Linked DNA regions of Zea mays: region 1 is linked to region 2. A link is a contact called in public Hi-C data. All regions are on one chromosome and are shown on one strand. The core of a region is the stretch at or near the end of the contact, and the rest is flanking DNA. Distances in the headings are between cores, read along the strand shown.

Evidence for each region. A called contact is a pair of places that touch in the nucleus more often than the background predicts.
Region 1: a contact with region 2 is called in a Hi-C map of leaf, with 5 times the contacts expected there. The contact joins the promoter of LOC100193506 here to the promoter of LOC100284762 in region 2. A contact is called at or near these places in 2 of 25 Hi-C or Micro-C datasets (ear and leaf).

The regions. Positions count from the first base shown.
Region 1 is chr6:75,889,027-75,896,092 of Zm-B73-REFERENCE-NAM-5.0, forward strand. It overlaps LOC100193506 (phosducin-like protein 3), which reads right to left and starts at 2,151. Exons shown (of 4, transcript NM_001138619.3): 1 at 1,854-2,151; 2 at 1,400-1,543; 3 at 105-313. The coding sequence starts at 2,095.
Region 2 is chr6:75,659,441-75,666,177 of Zm-B73-REFERENCE-NAM-5.0, forward strand. It overlaps LOC100284762, which reads right to left and starts at 4,030. Exons shown (of 6, transcript NM_001157657.3): 1 at 3,833-4,030; 2 at 3,432-3,568; 3 at 3,311-3,336; 4 at 2,477-2,566; 5 at 1,130-1,218; 6 at 1-473. The coding sequence starts at 3,556. The coding sequence ends at 345.

The DNA of each region.
Region 1 (7,066 bases), core at 901-3,400, 230 kb after region 2:
AAAGATCAATGAACAGCACATAAAATTGGAGCAACTGGAATCAATCAACTAACAGGAAAAGCAGATACTGAATATTAATTTGCAGTATATTAGTAGTAACTTACATTCAGGTGTGCATCTCTTTCCACCAAACTTCTGCAAACCAACATAAGTCCCTTTGACAGCACTGTTGTTATACACCAGTATTGTAGGAACATTCCTATCTGGGTAGTTGGGGATGCAGTCTGTGGAGATAATTTTAACAAACTTCGTCGCTGGATACCTAGTAGCCAATTCTTCCAAACAATTCTGAAGCAATCCACATTCAGGTATCCTATCATCAGATTTATAGAATTCGATAAGCACCACAATTTACTAAAGAACATCATGTTTCACGCATCAGATCAGGGAGCTCATTACACTCCAATGAATTCAGATATTCTTTCTGTACAATTTTGATGCAAGCACAACATGGAAACAATAAAACATCATACAAAAAAAGAGCAATAATTTCATGAAAGATCTTCCATGCTGAAAAACTGCAGTGTGATTAGTTACATTACAGCTTACAGTGTTGGACAAAAAGAAGGGCAGGCCCAGCCATGAATTTGTTTTGTAATTGGACCATTTTTTCTATCTATCAATGAAACGGCATGTTCGAGAAGAAAAAAGAAAGCATGTCCACAGATCATATATATCAAAGGTACGAACTGCTGGGACCTATTTCATAGCGATGAAATGTCTGCTTACGAGCCTACAATGCACAGCACAAATATCAGAATTCCTATATCCAGGCAACCATAGTCAAAATTTCATAGTCACCTAGTCTTTTCAGGCAACTTTCTATAGAAATCTGATGTAGTCTACTTCTTCTCTTAGGAGTACGCAGGGGAGAGACAAGTGGATGAGAGGAACAGGAGAGCGATCGCAAGGCGTAGGGAGGAGGGCGATCACTGTCGCCGGCCTGGCTGTGATGATCAGCCAGGATGACCGAAGGTAATCTCCCAGCCTGGAGATCTTTATTCCTTCAATACCTAATACAAACTAATAAGACAAATTCCCTTATAGACTAGGACTGCCGTACCACCCAACAGGATAACAATTATCTGCTATAAAATAGGAGATCTAATCTATCTCTTTAACTGAACAGCTAAAAAGTCTCCCGACCCTTATCTTCTAGCTGCGCACCTGGGCCCAAATCCTAGCTGCGCTGGCCCCCTTTCTTCCTATGATAATGCTTGCCTAAGAAAGCATCTATAACAAATTCCAACACAACTAAATAAAGTGCACTAAAAGTCTGAATTTAGTTCAGTCTGGTCCCATAGCTGTTTGGTCGATTCATACAAAATAAATGATATAATTGTTCTCCCATGCATAATCATGGATATAACAGGATGCAGTGAACTGAATGAAGAGTTACCCATCCTTGTAGAGGAAGACCACAACCCAAACATCTGATTGTGCCTGCGATACCTCCCGCACGAAGTCGGAGCCAGTGATGGGAAGTATAGTACCAAATCGCGCGGCTTTTGCGGCTTCCCTCAGCTCTGCGAGCCTCATCTTCCTGCAGGGGCATCGAATTACATCAAATCGTCACAATCAATTCGCAGCTGTACCAAAAAAATCGCAAAACGCATTGAGTAATCCAAAGCCCGGAACTACTGCGAGGAATCCGGATCAACCATAAAAAGATATCGGATTACTATCAGGAGAACACGAATTATACCAATCAGCCACTCTAGTCAGGTCAGATCAATCAAACGCGGTAGGCACTTGAGCTTCCTAAGATGCATCCAATAACGGACGGGGAAAAGACAGCATAACGGATCAGCAATCAGACCGCAGACCGGATCGAGCCTGTGGAGAAGGGCTACCTGTACTTCTCGAGGAAGCGGTCGTCATCCAGATCGTCCTCTAGTTCCTCGAGCTCTTCGGGCTCGCGCACGTCAAGCCATTCCTTGGACTTGGGCTGCTCGTCGGCGTCAACCTTCGGGGCGAAGGGCGGCGGCTTGAAGGGCTCCGGCTTCGGGGGCAAGTTCCCGAGGCGGCGCTGGATGTCGTCCCACTCTGTGCTCGCCCCCTCCACGTCCTTATACACGAAGTGGTAGTCCGCCATGGCCAAGCACCACAGGGAGGTAGGGGCTCGCAGAACCGCAATGGAATGGAGAAGTGGGGAAGCGAAGTGACGAGTTGGAGATTTTTTTTTTTTGGACGAAGCAAATTACTCCCTTCCACGATGTTTATAAAACCACTACGGTCAGTTTGTTTTGTTGAAATCGAATTTCATTCTAATAATTATAATTTAGATAAAATTAATTAAATTAATATATTTATCTATGTAATATATTTATATATTATTTTAAATCATTTGATTAAGATAATTATACATTAAATTTACGTTATAGAGAATCAAATAGAAAAATGTACTATAAATTGTATATTAGAAAAGTAACATGTAAATCTATATAATAATATAACTTAAAATTATTTTGATAGGTTAGAAATCAACTAAGATAATTTTAATAGTACAAAACTAAATATCAAATTGTGATAACCTCAATAACCTTAGAAGATATGAACTTCAAATTCAACTTGTAAATGAAAAAAACGAAAAAGTCAAATTTTATTAGGAAGAGATTTGTCTTTTTTGTTTGTCTAGATACAAGTTGAATTTTATGTTCATAGATACAAGTTGAATTTTATGTTCATATTTTTAAGGTGACTAAGGACATCGTAATTTATGTTAGAAAATATTCTAACAATTTTTCATCATTATTTTATATTTAGTTCTATATCATTAAAATTATTATCCGATATCTAATCTATCAAAATAATTATAAAAAATTATAATATATTTTAAGGCTAAATTATGCTATTAGCTATGCCAACAAAATTTGAACTAAAAACTCAGTTTGTACATAAAGAAATAAAAAATTGTTAAGGGGTAAATTGAACCATCTAAAAAGGAAAGGATAGATAAAATGAACTAAAAATACTTTAGAGGTTACATGAACATTATCCATAAGTGAGAGTAGTAATTTAGACTTTTCCCAATTTTAATATTTGACACCCAATTCACATGCCTTCCAGATTTGATACCCTAGGTTACATGTCAATAACTGAATGACCCCACATATCATTGTGATAGGGATGTCAAATCTTGAAAGATATATGAATTAGGTGTCAAATATCAAATCCAGAAGCATGAGCGTGATGTGCAGGCCCCACATTCAGGGCCTAGAGTGGTTTTGGACAAGTGAGACTCACATGTCGATGAGATTGCAACCAATTTTGGTGCAGCTATGCAACAACGAGTTTTTTGGGTCTGCTTTCTAGTGTAGATATTTGATATTTGATGCTCTCAAACCGATTTTCATGTTTTCACCATTTCTGTGAGCTATAGCTTACTGGCTTCAGGTGTTTTAGGGGGGCCTAGAACTTTTGGGTCCTGAACATTCTTAAATCACTATGAAGGTTTAGACGTACTTAGGATATGAGACAACAAATTTATAGCCAGTTTCAACTCGCAAACAATAAGTTCTTTGGATTTACAACACCACAAGGAGCTCAAATACTAGGGGTGTATTTTTTATGTTTTGGTTTTGTGATTCATATGTTTTTTGTTCTGGCATGTCAAACATGTCAATCTAGGCAAACAACTTGTCATTTTTCTTGGTCCAACTCTCTAGTGTAGATTTTTGACATTCAATGCTCATGGATAGATTTTTCATGTTTTCACAATGTGTCATGAGCTATAGCTCACTGTTTTCAAGTGTTTTAGTGGTCTAGAATTATCAAGCCTCGGGCATCCTTAGGCCACTATTAAGGCCTCTAGGATGTACCTAGGATGAGATAACATTTTTTGTAAGGGGCTATCACATAGTGTGATAGATAGTGCATCAAGTGAAATGGGCCTGAGACCCACCTAAGGTTTATCATAGTGGTAATCTATTCTATGTGATCGGAGATCCCGTGAATTAGAATGGTAAAACAAGCTAGTGACAGACTGAGAAGAAAGACCCTTAATAAGGCTCATTTCAGATGCATATCTTTCCTTACTGTAAGGTAGGTTGGTGTTTACACCTTAATATGTTCTAAGTGACTTTGTGAAACAAAAAAATTGTCATACAGAACATCTTAGAAAAATATACCTATATGGGTTAACTGCTAGTCACAGTTTATAACATGCCTTAGCGCCTAGACGTAACCAAGATGATCTTGTTGTCTTGGGAACACACCTGGACTCCCAAGGCCTCAAACCAAGGTAGGCTATCTGTAGGGAAACGGGTGACGCCTAAGAGGGGGGGGGGGTGAATTAGGACTTCTAAAACTTTTACTAAACTTGGCCACAATTAAATCCCTAGAGCAAAACCTATGCAAGAATCAAAACTAGAATGTGCAAACTAGGTTTTGTCTAAGTGTTGCTATCTCTACCGCAAAGGCTAAGTTTCAATCTACACTAAATAAGTATGACAACAAGATTGAAACTTAAATGCTTAATATAAATGCGGAATGTAAAGAGCTAAGTAGAGAAGCAAACTCTCGTGGATGACGCCGGTATTTTTACCGAGGTATCCGGAACCGCGCAAGGTCCCGACTAATCCTCGTTGGTGCCCCTACGCAAAGGGAAGCCCACGCGAGGGCCAAGCACCTCGGTCGAGTAACTCCGTAGAGAGCCGCGGGCCTTCTCCACGCGCAAGTGGTGCTCCGCTTCCGGCTCCTCTCGGACGCTCCCCGCCGTCTCCACTATCGAGCTTCCGGCCGAAACGCCGCGGGCCTCGTTCCCTCCGGTACACGGTGGCGGCCGTGACACAAACGCGGTTGTCACGGTCTCGCAAGACTCTCGCCCCACTTGGTACAATTACAACGGCTCGCGCAAGAGCCGAGGGGTTGTGAGGTTTATCTAAACTCACTCAACTAACTAGGATTCACCTAGAGCAAGCGCTAAAGCGGTCTAACTAACCTAAGCACTTCGCAAAGCACCTACGCTAATCACCGAGTGATTCTATTAAGCACTTGGGTGTTTGAGCACTTGGAAATATGCACTATGTGTATTGGAATGTTGCTTGGGCTCTCACACAAGAGAATGGCCGGTTGGGGTGGTATTTATAACCTCCACACCCTCAACTAGCCGTTGGACAGAAAGCAGCAGCTTTCTGTCGTCGGGTGCACCGGACAGTCCGGTGCACCACCGGACACTGAACAGTAGATGTCCGGTGCCGCCACGTCAGCCGACCGTTGGCGCCTGTAGCAGTCGACCGTTGGATCCGACCGTTGCCTTTCTGCCCGTTGGCACACCGGACAGTCCGGTGCACACCGGACAGTCCGGTGCTACAGCCAGAGAGCGCCTTTCTGCGGCCTCTCTGCGCAGACTGTCCGGTGCCTCACCGGACAGTCCGGTGCACACTGGACACCGATGTCCGGTGCGCCACCTGGCGCTGGCTGACAGCCCTTTCTTGGATTTCTTCACTGATTTCTTCGGGCTTCTTTGTTCTTGAGTCTTGGACTTCTATGCATCTTTTTATGTCTTCTTTTGAGGTGTTGCATCCTCATTGCCTTGGTCCAATTCTCTTCGCATCCTGTGAACTACAAACACAAACACTAGGAAACTTATTAGTTCACGGATTGTGTTGTTCATCAAACACCAAAACTCAATTAGCCAAATGGCCCGGGGTCCATTTTCCTTACAATCTCCCCCTTTTTGGTGATTGATGACAACACAACCAAAGCAAGCAAATAATACAAGTATTTGAATTAAAATGTGCAATCTACTTGCTAAGATGCATGATTGTCCCCACAATGTGATATTATGGACTTAAGCCTCCCCCTAACTCCATAATTCACTTACTTCCTATTTTTGGACCAAATAACCAAAACCACTTGAAAAGCCATTTGTAGATATAAAATTTTAAATTGGTGGTGTTTGGTGTTTGATAAAGTTTTCATTGCTTTGGTCCCTAAACTTCTCCCCCTTTGGCATCAACCACCGAAAAGGAAGACATTAAAAGCATGTAGGAAGTAAATAAAAGCTTGCCCTCAACAAGAATTGTATCAAATGATATCACTAGAAGGATATTAAAATAAACCATATGAATGATACCAGTTGAAAGGAACTCCCCCTAAATGAGTGTTCTCTTTAGAAAGAAGTTTCTCCCCCCTTTTTTAGAGATGAAGAAATACTCCCCCTGACAGAGATCCTCTACTTAGGAAAAAGCATGTGAAAAATTAGAGGTGCAAGACATGGTTTGAAAAGACTAACTTCCCTTATGCATAGGTAACAGAATATGAGTTAACTACTTATGCATTTTTAGCAACATGGAAGCATATGATATGAAATATAGTCTAATCAAATATTGGAGAAGACATGTAAATGATACTGAATGTAGTCTCAAAAGATACCAATTGAAGATCAATGGCGAGCTTGAGAGACATGAGAGTTCTTGGAGATTTCGCAGTGGAAGATTGTTGTCTTTCTCCGGGGACTTCATTTTCCTTACAATGAGACTATCACATGAAATAGACTTGAAAAGGTGTTAGTCTCAAAGTGTTAGATTATAGAGTAACCTCCCCCTAAAGGTGTGCATACAAGTTTTGAATACTTGTAGGAGACATGCACTTTGATTTGATATCAAGAGGGGCAAATTATCCATAATCCAAACTTTGGCACATATAAGTTAAATGATACACTTTGTAGAAATCAAAATTTTCAATTAATGCATCATTTACTATGGAGTGATATAAAAGTTATGTGTCGTGCTTTAACTAAACATTTTAAGCCATGTAGGTTTGCTTAAGTATATGAATTTAAAAACTAGCAATCCTACCATATGATTTACCTAGTATGCATGATTTTGAACAAAAGTACATAACAAATGTAATACTAGGCAAGAAAGGTAAACTAGATAAAAGATAAATAGATACGCATATCCAAAAACGAGAAATACAATAAAACTAGTTACCTTAGTCATGGGTGGGAAATTTGGGTCCAAAATTTTCACTAACCCACTTGACAATAAACTTGATCCATTATGATGTATCCCATGATATACATCCCAAACTTTCCAAGTCTCCAAATTTCCCGACTACC
Region 2 (6,737 bases), core at 2,780-5,279:
GGAGAGCAGTTCAAATTCAAAATTAGCTGAAATAAGTACCATAGTTTAGTACAGCAACCTGGCTGGTCATGAAATAATCACCCAAGCAAATCATTCTCGTTTTCCCGGAGGAAATTTCATATAAGATAAGATGTTGCCACAGTGCTAGAGATAATTAAGTTTGTATTCCAGATACAGCACAGGAAGGTAAAATGTTCATAGAGAAGCAGTCGTCTTGACACAGGGCAACGAAAGCAGCAACAGCTGAGTTCGGCTTTGCCATTTTCTTTTTTTGGTATGGAATGGACGGACGCGGGGCGCAGTGAGCAGCTGCGCAGCACAGCGCGACGCAACACAGGGCATCATCAGTCCGCCGTCCAGCTCTGCTCCACGACCTCCCGAACTTTGCGGTTGTACTCTCGCTTGTTCTCGCTGAACATGCGGGCGGCTTCAGAGTTAGCGGGCGAATTCGGGTTTGGATCGCACAACAATGACTGCAAATGGCACAAACCTCAGGTTAGTCACACACACGCACTGTAGCCATCAGCACAGATGGTTTAAGAACATCATAATAATTCATAAACAGCGATGGCATTTGACTCAGCACAGACATCCAGATTCAAACTACCATTACTACTCCCACTTCCCCCAACCCTTCCTCAAAAAAGAGGGCACCTCTAGATCTGGTCCAAGTAAAACTATTTTAAGTTTGACTAAGTTTGTCAAAATAATATCAACACTTAATATTACAAATAAGTATACGATGGAACTATATTCTATGATGAACCTAATGGTACTTATTTGGTATCATATAACTTTTATATATTTGTAGTAAAAAAGTTGGTAAAACCGAAGATTGTTTGACTTAAAGCAATGTAAATAGAAGTGCACATTTTTTGTGATGGAGTATACTATTAGAACATTATACCGATACCCTCTATCACTGGCTTTTTGCCAACATCTGTGGGAAAACTTTCAGGTAGGGACACTCATCCCTCCTCCCTCCGTTGATCTCTCGAAAGAAAAATGAAACATCGTAGCATGCTATGCACTGCAAAGTTGAATGTTACTGTATAACAAGCAAAAGTTACAAATGTTGGAAAAACAATAATCTCTTGTAAGAAATAAAAGATTTCTTGTATGGTTGTACCTGGATTGACGTGAGTATCGCAGCTACATCATATATCGGACTCCACTGATTCTGCAGGATATCTAAGCATATGCTTCCATCAGCATAAACTGCATATGAGAAAAATGTCAGGGTGACACATATAAGTGGGCATTAGAAGATAGTACCATCATATAGTTAAGAGAGTTGTATCAGAATAAGCCAGAGGAGAAATGAAGCCAGAGTTCCATGCCAGGGTGACATATAAGTGGACAGTAGAAGATAGTACCATCCTATAGTTAAGAAAATTTGTATCCATAGTTATTAATCTCGTTCCGGTAATGTCTGGAATGGCCGAATTGCTTCGTACCAACATGTACACTGGTACTGCAGAGAATATATCCTGTAGCAGACATTATTCCGGCTAATTCTGCAGGTTCTATCTGTTACAGCCAAAATCTAGTGTTTCGTGCATGCTGGACCAGTCAACAAGTAACAATGGACTCTAAAGGGACAGCTGCTGTTGCTTCCTCCTTCTGGCGGCAGGGACGCGATGTCTGCTTCCCAGCCGTGGAGTGCCGATGAAACCTCAGCTCCTCAACGGAGCACCGGTCGCATGGGACAGGGCCCGTGGGCCATCCAACCATGGCAGCAAGGATAAGAAAAAGGATAGAGAGAAGAATGCTTCTTTCTTGCTATTCAGAGTGAAGAAAAGGTAAGGCAATGTCCATGCAAGCAACTGAATAGGGAAGCAGCAATAGCTACACCATTGTTTTTGTTGGAAGAGCAGTAGGTTTAGTAATATATAGGTATCTGCCATGTGTGTGCAAACCTGACTATAATAAGTAGAAATTTATGCGGCATAAGAAATACACATGCATTTGTATATACAATAAACATATCCAAATATTGTGCCAAAAAGACATTTATTATAAATATAATAATGATATATTTTCTATTCATTCATTATACTCTGGAATGGTACAGTGGTATTGTCTGGTAACGAGACATTCCGTTCCAACAGATAAACCAGAATGGCCTCTGGAACATCGACAAGCTTGGTTGTATAAAAATAAGCCAGAGGAGAAAAAAAAAGCCAGATCCATTGGTTCAAAATCAATGGCAGCACATGCATTTGGAAAACTCATTCGTGTAAAAATATAGGCATTCAATAATCACAGCACATATATGATACGTCAAGAAGATAACTGCAGACACAGAAAATTTGCCAACAAAATGGTCTATGATGACTGAGCACTTTGAACAGCTAAACCCTAGGGAGAAGAACAAACATGCTTTGGAATCTTAAAAAGTACATCACAGCGAAGACAAAATCAGATCAACTTATTTCTTATGCAATCTTGTAAATATGGATGAGAAACAACTTACTGTTAGGATGGAACATCCTAGAAACAAATCGCACAGTTGGTGGTTTGTTTGGATATTCTTCATTAAACTGGAGAGTCAGCTTAAACGTACCTGAGAATAAAACAGGAGTTAGCATATCAGTCAAAGGACAGAAGCAAACCATGTAGTAAGCTCAGAAAGACAAGCTAGTGACACAGAATCTAAGAGCTGTTGTGTGAATAATGGGGCTCATCCAGCTAATTTCTTAACTTGTTATTCTGTCTGAATCAATCATTCTATGCGCGCGCGCGCACGTGTGTGTGTATAATAAATACCACAGTATTGGCTGACCCTAAACAAGCAACAAAGACACTTTGGGCTTGCATGTTTTCGTGTAGCAATGGTCATTGTGATGTTTTTTATGAGAAGAAAAAGAATTGTCACTAGGTTTAACAATAGCTTTGTCGTTAATAATTATTACTATTTGCTTTAGAAATTAATTTGATGTCATCTCTTACCAAGATTGACACTAGTGTTAGCATGCTACATTATAAAGTTCCATTGAATTTGGGGTCAGTTTCCTCTATCCATCTTAACTTGGAATTTGTACTCTACATCAGCCGTGCATTTGACAGTAAGGTCAACAAACACAGATGACTGAAAACTTCAGCTTGCCACCTGCAAGTCAACTAATGCCTAATAGTCAATTGTTATATTCTGTATCACATGGTCACGTAAGTCGTGTGTTGTGCAGGCAAAACTAGCAGCAGCATATGCAGTCATGCAGATGCAACTTATTGTTTGGATAAGCACACGATGAGTTTGGTCTGGTCAAAGAGTAAGCAAAAAACTGCAGCAGAAATTAGCTTCACTAACCTCCATCCCACGGGGTATCATCAGGTCTGTAAAAGAAATAAGCATATCCAAAGACGATGTCAAATATTACAATTCAAACTAAGAAGTGGGGAAAAGGGGGCGGGGGGATTCTGCATCATACCCAAATATGACAGCATTCCACAGCATTATGTTGTTATCCTGCGGGGCGCCACTTATGCCGGCCGGAGGGTCCTGCATCAACCGCTTGAAATCCCTCATCAGCCTCTTCCTCGCAGGAGTCGACATCCCCGGATGTTCCTGCACGACATATACACCTCAACATGAGCCAAAAGGATCGCACGAATCTATCATCGATCCGCCGCCACCCCGCCCCAGCACGTGCAAGAATCAGGTGCAGGATTAACAACTCGAACAAAATTTGAGGGAAAAAACTACATCTGCTACCACCGGAACCACAGAGCGAACAAATCCGCAACAGAATTGGTGGATCGGGGCATCCATCCCAGCTAGGACGATACGGACTAATCAATCATATGCAGAAAGGATCCTGCAGAGCTTTACCTAGGTAAGAAGAAACCAATCGAGGTCCAGCAGATGGACCGGACTGGTGGAGTGGTGGATCTCCAGTCCACACTAGCTGCAGCTTACGACGACGACAAACGAAGCCGACGAAATGGGAGGAGCCCTGAAACGCGTGAATTAGGTCCCAACGGAGGGGCGACTTTTTTCCTTTTCTTTTTCCGCTAGGTGTTTTTTAGAGAATTTGTTCTTTCTTGTTTTAGTTTTTTTAATTCACTTTTCGGTCATGGAGTACAACTGAAATTGAAGCTTATTCTAAACACAAACAACTTATATACAAATCTAATACTATTTTTATTAGATAGGAGTACTAGCAATCACAGTGGAGATTTATTTAGACCTATTTTGAAGACTCAATTCTACTCTGTGATTATAGGTGATGGAGAAATTAGTTGATTTCTTCTCCAATTCCCTCCAAAAACAGAAGGAGATTTAAGTTTTCAAAGTAGACCCTTATAACTATTTCAAATTTTTTAACATAGTTGTTGGGACTTGTTCTCAAATGATATGAATTAAGAACAAAGCAACACAAAAATAGGTTAATGGTTAATGTCCTTCGTCCTACGAAGCATTATTTTCCTAGGGAATAATAATCTTTGGACGAAGGTTATGAAGGTTGTGCCTTCATCATCACAGTATATATTAATGAAAGACGAAGCATATAAAACATGAGAAATAACATGAATAATCATATGACATCGTTGATATTTCTTTTATTATATAATCATGAATGAATAAGAACGATATTGAATTACATTTATACCTTTGGCTTGATAGAAAGCGAAGGTGCAAGCGTGACGCACGGATGAGTATTCGTCAGTGTCTCCAGTATTAGGGTACTGTTCATCTATTTATAAGCACAGGGCGCAGCCTGTATAAAATTACATTCATGCCCTTTATGTTTACTATTGACTTAAGGACAATTTATCGATGAGGACTAGATAGCCTTTTCCTATTTAAGTCGGTTCCTTTTTCTGCTACTGAGCCGAAGCTTCCTTACGTGTAGCTTCGGAGCTGGTTCAACCTTCGTCCAGACCATGCTTTCCATATTATGTACAGCTTTGTTCTGAGTCCGAAGGTACCTATACATTCATTACACTTGGGAAACATTGTTAAATCGTGTTTTTGAGGACCTTCGGAAGACGAAGGCCCCCAACAATAGCTAAACCTCAAAAATAAGTTGCATACTCCATTAATTTTTTAGTCCTTCTAGTTGGGTAGGCATTGACTGTCAACACACCCCAAGGTAGACCTATTCAAACGCCGGGTCAGGTCAGATTTAGCTCGGGTCAAGGTTGGATCGTGGGTTGTTTAACACGGCCCATGTTCAACATGTGTCTAGTGTCGGGTCAGATCGGGTTAGCTCGTACCTCCTTGTTGGATGTGTTGGGTCGTCAGGTCAGGGTTTTCTCGAGTTGGGTCAGGTTTTAGATCAAAAATTATGGTGCGTACCTGATCAATAAATTGTTGTAGGTCAAAAACTACGACTCATACTGTAACACCCTAAATCTCATTTTGAGAATATAGTAAAAAAAATTTCAAAGATCTTGAAATAGAATTATTATTTTTTTCCTTAGAATTCCCATAACATTGAAGTCACATCTCCTTAAATAAGGTTTTATAAAAAAAAAGATTCTTATATAAATTAGCCCTTTATTGAAGTTTATAAGTATTAATGTGAGAACATTTATTTTTAATAAGAAACCATACAATATAAACTACTTTTCCTAAAATAATTACATGTGTGCTACATATTTAAAAGAAATTGCTTATGTAAAATAATAAATGAATGAATAATATATATATATATATTTATACACAAATATAATGACATCTCATGCTGGTTCTTATGATTGTGCATTTAATTGAAATTGAAATCCAAAACCAAATTTGAAAATTAAAAAAAATGAGAAATGGAAATGAACAAAAGAAAAAAAAAGGAAAACAGTTTCTCTCCTACTGGGCCGGCTACCTCACTTTTGGCCCAGTTCCCTGCAACCGGCCCATTTCTTCTCCCGCACTCCTCCATTTCTCCACGATCGCACGTGCTTCACCAGGGGCCCGGTGGCCAGTCTGTTGGCGTGCGCCGTACTAATGACCTATGGGACCCACTCGTCAGGCTTATCCCCTTCCTCAACAACCCGCTCGGCGCCCGGGATTTCCGAGCTCCGTGAACCATGGCGTGATCCCCACGCGGACTTCCTATCCTCGGCGCATAAGAACGGACTTCGCTGGGCTGTGACCCCCACCTTCTGTCGGACCTCACCTCACGAGGATTTGCGGCCGGTTGAACACGTAACAGAACGCGCCGCCGCCGCCGCGTATCGCGGGAACCCCCACGATTAATGCGGGCGGACCAGCTCCGTTGTTGCGGCGTATAAAGACCAACCCCGTGGCTCCCCTCATCCCCTCAATTAGTTAATTTGAGGCTTCCACCGAGCCGTTGGGAGCCTCGCCTGGCGCAGGGAGATTTGAGTGATGCAGCGGACGTCGATTCCGGGCTACATTCGGGCTGGGGCATCGGTGTAGTACCTGGACGCTTCGCCATGGCGCAACGACCGTGTTCGTGGTTCCGGTGCAATGAAAAGCGCACCAAAAGCCCTATAATCCCTCGCCGGAGTTGGTGCTCCGCCGTGAACCCTGCCTGCACCGTGGACGGACTGCTCCACGACGTAATCACCGGTAAGATCTACCTTGATCAAATCGCTCCACTCTGTACTACGTGTAGAACCTGTATGTTTGTGGGGGTGGTGCACTGGATTCTTGGGCGGAATCGCACCAGCCATGGCACCGCCGCCTGGGCGCTGTGCGCCACCGTCTCGGGTGAGCGAAGGAAGAAAGGAGCAGTGACGCAAGATCCAAAATCTACGGCGGGGATTAGATGTGG